2 separate regions of the Zea mays genome follow, and region 2 is linked to region 1. A link is a contact called in public Hi-C data. All regions are on one chromosome and are shown on one strand. The core of a region is the stretch at or near the end of the contact, and the rest is flanking DNA. Distances in the headings are between cores, read along the strand shown.

Evidence for each region. Hi-C and Micro-C count contacts between places; a contact is called where the count stands out from the background.
Region 2: a contact with region 1 is called in a Hi-C map of tassel, with 2.7 times the contacts expected there. The contact joins the promoter of LOC114108589 here to the promoter of LOC606399 in region 1. A contact is called at or near these places in 9 of 25 Hi-C or Micro-C datasets (bundle sheath, ear, endosperm and 3 more).

The regions. Positions count from the first base shown.
Region 1 is chr4:154,511,650-154,515,413 of Zm-B73-REFERENCE-NAM-5.0, forward strand. It overlaps LOC606399 (kinesin-related protein 1), which reads right to left and starts at 2,503. Exons shown (of 13, transcript NM_001308496.1): 1 at 2,187-2,503; 2 at 1,368-1,668; 3 at 218-318; 4 at 1-76. The coding sequence starts at 1,614.
Region 2 is chr4:154,778,201-154,781,529 of Zm-B73-REFERENCE-NAM-5.0, forward strand. It overlaps LOC114108589, which reads left to right and starts at 1,799. Exons shown (of 3, transcript NM_001368233.1): 1 at 1,799-2,145; 2 at 2,265-2,678. The coding sequence starts at 1,957.

The sequences.
Region 1 (3,764 bases), core at 1,253-3,752:
CACTCAGAAGATCCCTTACAGCTTCATTGTATATTTCAATTGCTGAGAATTTCAGAACAAATGCTCTCTCTTCATGCTGAAAAGGAAAATGCACACATATTGGGCAGTGTTTCCAAAAGAAGTATTTTTAGATTAGTTACAACCGCAACTAAAGAAAAATAAAAAGAACTAAAGAAGAGAAAAGAAGACCATGGGACCTGAGAATGGGTGTGCATACCTTATTAATGTAATCATATATGTCTGCTACTGTATATTCTGTTACTCCATTCATGGTATAAGTCTTTCCACTACTCGTTTGTCCATATGCAAAAACACTTGCTGTCAGAGAAAAAAAGCTCTAATTTAGGGAAAACACTTTGTCATTTCAGAAATAGAAATTTGTTTGTTGAATGGCCTATGCTCACAGTTAATGCCACTAACTACAGAGAGGGCAACTTCCCTAACCCCTTCCTCGTAGACTTCTTTAGTACTACAGTCAGAATGAAAAACCCGATCTGCAATTAGAGCATTTCTGTTAACAGTGATACATGTGAGCAAAAAGAAATGGGTAATGTGCTGTCAAATTATAATATTTACAGTTATGATAGGAAATGTGCAATTACAGCATTTTTATTAACAGCGATATATGTGAGCTTATCCATTCAGAAAAAGAAAAGATGCAAGGATTTATCATGTGTATATGAGGATTTGGTGGGGTGCTGTCAGACTCGATGATGCTCCAATGAAAGAATCTGAGGTGTAGGATGGTGCCGTCACATGAAATTTATAGTCATGACCCGATAATATTGCAGGGTGGCTTGGGCAGACAACCATCTTCAATACTTTAATATTATACAATTGACTAACAAATTAATCCACTGGAGCTACCAAAGTCATTGATAAATCATCTGAGCCTTTGAAGTTACTCTCATAGAATTGAGTGGACAAAAATGCAGTGGTGGTCTAGTACCTGTTATCTGGTGATAATCAACATCAGCTCTAAGGACCTCAAATGTAATATAAAACATAAGGTTCTTGAAGGGAATTATACTTTTTTATTATTATTAGGTCCCGTTTCAATCTCATGGGATAAACTTTAGCTTCCTGCTAAACTTTAGCTATATGAATTGAAGTGCTAAAGTTTAGCTTCAATTACCACCATTAGCTCTCCTGTTTAGATTACAAATGGCTAAAAGTAGCTAAAAAAAGCTGCTAAAGTTTATCTCGCGAGATTGGAACAGGGCCTTAGGCTTTGGGTGTTGTTCCTACAACTGGGTTACAGTAAAAGGGACTGAAAAATTCCTGAAATATGGTTCAGACTAGTTAAGCATACAGAAGCACAAAATAAGGATGTCTAACATCAAAAGAGGAGGGAAAGATGCACAGACCAAATGTGTATGCCGTCGGAGCGGTGGGTCGATCAGGGAACGTGCTCCGGAACATGACAGTGGTGTCATTGATGCACTCCCATTCTGCAGGCTCTCCCCTCGCAACCTCCTTCTCGCTCAGTGGCCTCAGCCTGACCAGCACCTGTATCCTGTCCATCCTGCCCACACTTGTTCCGCCGCCATTAACAGCATCAGCTCCAGCCACTTTATCCCACTGCACCGACTCATTGCCTCCAATAGCCCCCATTGGCTTAACACTAACTCCTCCCCTCCTCCTGCCTTTCCTCTCCTTTTAAACAGCCTGCCAAAATCACGACATCATAAGACACAAGTAGCAAGCAAAGCATATAAAACCCAGACGAAGAGCGACCAGAGAAGCTAGACAGCTGAAACGCACGAATCAGTCCTGTCTCCTTGAGTTTGAGTGCAGGGCAAGGCTGTGCAGGGAGCAGGCAGCAGGTGGTGGAGGAGAAGGCAAGGCATGAACTCCAGTGGACAATCAATTACAAACGTAATTAGGGCAGTGGTTAGCACGTCGATACTACTGGAGAACAACCGATTAGTCCAAATCTATCACCACCCGGAGCCCACAGCTGGTCACTGCAAATTGCAATGCTCGTAACCATCCGCCTACCCGGGAATTCCTAGTTAACAGATCTGTGTCGTGCAAAGCCAAACCAAATCCCCAAACCTAACAACCAATATGGCCACCAGGACCACATCAGTAAGCACCAGGAAACATGTCGACCTCTCTCCGGTAAACCAGAGACGCTCAAGCACTAGCAGCGTGCCAGCAAAGGGGCAGGGGTAGGCGATTACCAGGACCGGACGAAGACGGTTGCTGTCGTAGGAGAAAGGTCGACTTGTCAGCGGACGGTGCACCGGCGGCTGAGCCCGGCCGCCGCGGCCATGGTTGCAGGGCTACCTGTAGGGGGACGTGGGGGTGGGGGTGGGGGGAGGGCGAAGTCCGCTCTGATAGCGCCGCCTCACCGCCTGCGAGAGCGAGTGGCGAGTGCTGCCCACGACGATCTTGTTCGGTGACTTGGGGAGGGTCTTCTGATGACTCTGGAGTGCAGGAGACGGTGCCGATTCTTTTTCTCTTTTCTTTTGTTCCTTTTGTTTTGCCACCAGCCCCAGCAGACCGTTGCGATAGTGTTACCTTCGGCTTCGCATGTGGACGAGTAATAAATTGTTTTAGCCATTCCGCGTTCGGTGGCTGTTTTTTTTTTTGGATCGTCCTTGCTTGTTTCAAGAGCCCTCACATTTGTAAATTGAGTGTGTCCCTGTCTTATCTCTATTCTCTTTTATATTAAAGCATATGTTTTGACTGTACGTCAAATTTTTCAAAAAACTCCCTCAACTTTAGTTCAACCAACCCGCATTACTGTAAGCGACGCGGAGCTGTATCCCCGGGTGTCTGTTTCGTAGTCCATCCCCATCACAACATCTGCCTCGTTGTCTCGTAAACCCTAGCTCTGGTTCCCTACCCGTCCGCCGCCTGCGTTGCACAAAGTCACTGTCTCCAATAGCCAACACCCAGGCGCAGAGAAGAGCGCCTCTGCCGCGCCTGACACCTGGACTCTGTCACCCTCCTCTTCTGTGCCAAGAACGCCGCCGCTGGGGAGACTCACCCTCGCGTCGTCATACACGGTACGCTCGGCTACGGGCAGGCGCTCCTCCACAAGGTCGAGGAGGAGCAGGGCTGCGTCGCCGCAGGCCTAACACTACACAACATCACCAACGACTCCCACATCCCATTGTCGGTTTCGCGCGCATGCGTCCTCCACGCCACTGACACCACCCAGCCTCCAACACCGCCAAGACCCGCCGCAAGTCCCCACACCGCACGCCTAGCTTGGGGAGACGCTCATACACGACTAGGTCAAGGTGCTCCTCAAGGTCGAGGAGGAGAAGGGCTGCGCCGCCACAAACATGGTGATTGTCACCTTCCTCTGAACCAGATATTCCTTTAATATCATTGCTATGCCAAGATTCTGCATTAACATCAGAAGTTAAATGAGGCTAGAATTTAGTCTTCATTTTCACTCTGGGATCAGTCTATTCATGTCTATCTGCAACCACAGGACACAAAGCTCTACCACCAGTAACAAATGGGTCCTCGAAAGATCCTCCACTTACAATTCTACCATGACTGCGGCCAGAATTTGGAAACGGAACAATCAATCTATGATTATTTCCATGGTCAGATATAACACTTGTACAATTAGGGGATATCTCTTCCATTCTGAATTCTTTTTCTTTGTTTTTATGGATCCCTAGAGAAATCTGTTTCTGAATTATCTTAGTATATATGCCTTTTGTTTTCTTGGTTTTGAAATTCTACATTTAGTATATGTTGAGTGAGTCCAATGTTGAAATTGTATTACATTTTCCTTC
Region 2 (3,329 bases), core at 549-3,048, 270 kb after region 1:
TAATCGAAATGATAATATAATAGGTTTATACAAACTATTAAAATATGAAACTATGAGCAACTATGAAACTAACAACCCAATATACAAAACGAATCAAGTTGGGCACCATACCTTGGTCTACGAAGTGAACCAACTCAAATCTTTGAATCCAGCAATTTTTGACGAAGTTTGGACATGAGATAAAATGCGCTGCTCTCGGCCAGCCGCGCGGGCGTTTTTATAGGCATACGTAGCTCGGCGCCAAGATCTGTGGCGCTGAGCTACGAGGCCGCGTCGCCCACGTCGGTGTCAGGTCAGCTCCAGCAGTTGCTGCCACGTCACAGCTCGGCGCCACAACCTATGGCGCCACAACCCATGGCGCCGAGCATAGGGTCCAAACGTGCAAATATAATTTCTGGGGGTCCAAAAGTAAATTTGTGTCAAAAAAGGGGCTAAAAAACAAAAAAATTGGGAACGTGGGATGTCCTCGGTCATGTTCGTTTCAATCAAAGACTAAAGCTTACCATTAAAAAAAGGTATGTTATCTCTCTCTCTCTCAATCTCTCTTTGAAAATGTCATGTGTTTTTTTCCAGAAAAAAGGACTAGTCCTTATCTAGTTGTGGTTGTATACTGCAACAAGCCGCGAATTGCGTTGCTTTCTGCCGTTGGCCGCTTGCTCCTGGATGGAGCACTCAACTTCGGATTTCCGGGTGCTCCACAGTAGGCTGTAGCCTGTAGCTAGCTGCGCTTCTAAGAGTCGCTATGAGCTTTGGATCATAAAGTGCAAGTGGGCGGGAGAGCGACAGGATAAGAGAGAAGGGAGAGGCTAGCTTAGCTGCTGCCTTTTATGATCCAAAGCTCATAGCGCCCATCCATCCATGCCTGCGCCCTCCCTTCGACCATGACCCGCCCATCCCATTTCATGCCCATCAAGTCCAGTCCACCACGAGAGGAAGAAAAGATAAGCATAAATCCAGAAGGCACCGAGGAATCTGCCCATTGTTCTGTGTTTTTTTTTACCGTGCTACCAAATTCTTACAAGTCAAATTGAGCGATTTACTGTTAATCTAAAAGGTGAATACACGGTGCGCTTCCATTGACCAAGCCATAACCCTGTTCCGGATCGCCAGGATCTCACTTACACGGTAGCTAGCTAGTAGCCTACTATACGATTCCCGACTCCTATATATTTATATGTATACACACACACGAATACTAGTAACATAATAATAGAACGATAGATAGACACGTCAGAATCCCGGTGGTCAACAGCAGAACCATGAAGAAGAAATAGGCGGCGTGACGCTACCGCCCGCCGGCCGCCGCAGACGACGGTGTTTCCTTTCCTCTCCTCTCTTCTCCTCCGTCGGAGTAATTTGACACTACCGCGCCGCGCTCTTCAAAAGTCCGCGTCCGTACCGCCGGAACCGTCACGAAATGAGGTCAAACCGGGGGGGCACACAGAAGAGATGGTCGACACGGACAAGGAGGTCCGTCTCTGAGTCTGAGATGCATGGCCCGGCCGCCGGACGTAAACACCGGACCTAACACACGTCAGGTCGGCACAGCACAGTCCCCAGGCAGATGCAGATGCTGATGACATGCACAGGAAAGCCTCCTCCTTCCTGCCTTCTCCGTCGTCGTCTTGACCTGGCTTTCAGTGCGGATCCTCGTCCCTTTATTACAAGCGAAGCGACGGCACCTAATCGCTTCTGCTTAAGCTTAACCCACAAGTCGCCTCGTGCCATCTCGTCGCGGCATATAAAAGTGCCATAGCCCCCACACACATATGTCTCCGCACTACTAAGCCCGTCCGGTCTAGCTAGGACTAGTAAGTAGCATACCATTACCATCCTCCGCGCGGCTAGCTCCGACTCGCTTTCATCCATACGATTGCCCGGAGCTCAAGCCCTGAGCTGAGCCGCCAGAGCGCGCGCGATCATCGCTTGAGGGAAAAGCAGAGTGGAGTGGCCGAGATGAAGGTGCAGTGCGACGTGTGCGCGGCCGAGGCGGCCGAGGTGTTCTGCTGCGCCGACGAGGCGGCGCTGTGCGACGCGTGCGACCGCCGCGTGCACCGCGCCAACAAGCTCGCCGGCAAGCACCGCCGCTTCTCGCTGCTCAGCCCGGCGCCACCGCCGCCGCCGCCGCTCTGCGACATCTGCCAGGTTCACTCGATCATCCATCCCCCGATCCCCGTGCAAAATAAATCTCTTCGGACGGGGTTCTTTCCGATTGTTCAGCCTGCGAGGTGTGCCCTGCCTGCCTCTGATCGATATGCATGCAGGACAAGCGGGGGCTCCTGTTCTGCAAGGAGGACCGCGCCATCCTGTGCCGCGACTGCGACGTGTCGGTGCACACGGCCAGCGACCTGACCATGCGCCACGCCCGGTTCCTGCTCACGGGCGTCCGCCTCTCCGCCGAGCCCGCCGCCGCGTGCCCGGCGCCGGAGGATGAGGAGGAGGAGGACGACGAGAACAGCAGCGGCAGCTTCTGCTGCAGCGCCGGCGACGCAGCCGCACATCCTCCTCCTCTTCCGTCGTCGGCGCCCGCCACCAGCCACGGGAGCGACAGCAGCAGCATCTCCGAGTACCTCACCAAGACGCTGCCCGGGTGGCACGTCGAGGACTTCCTGGTGGACGAGGCGGCCGCCGCCGCCGCGACTGACATCGGCGTCTCCGCAGCAGACGCGTCGTATCAGGTTGGTGCCGCAGTGCGCGTTTCCGTTCGACCGTTCCTGAGCCGAGCGGGCCTGAGCGCACCCATAGCATATCCCGACTCCCGAGCACGTCGGCGTCGGCATTAGTGCGCTGCTTTCAATCCAACCAGTAGCCATCCATTATGGGCGAGCTGTGTTCCCGGGTGGTCGTCCAGGCTGTGTGATGGCCGGCCATATAATATCTCCAGGAACAACATCATTTAGGGCTCGTTTGGAAGGGCTCTGGCTCCTCTGGAAACGGCTCCGGCTCCAACTCCTCCAAAAGAGTAGCTCCTTTGCAGGAGCAGATGCTTTTTGCAAATCGTTTGGTAAAAAACGGCTCCTTGTGTATGCTGTGCTCATCATTTGATTACCTAAAATCACTGCAGTGCTCTCTGTTGTCTGCAGTTCTTGTGGGAGCGGGTAGGGAGCCACAAATTAGAGGCTCCGGCTCCTTGGTCAGTTTTAGCTCCTGCTCTCGGTTGAGAGCCATTTTCGTCGACACGTTTGGGAGAGCTCCATCCGGGAGCCAGAGCCGGAGCTGTGGGGGAGCCGTCCCAAACGGCCCCTTAATATTTTAATTATGGGCGGGGCCAGGACTGTTACCATTTAGAATATATATATATAGAGCAAATCTACCGCGATCTGCTTCGT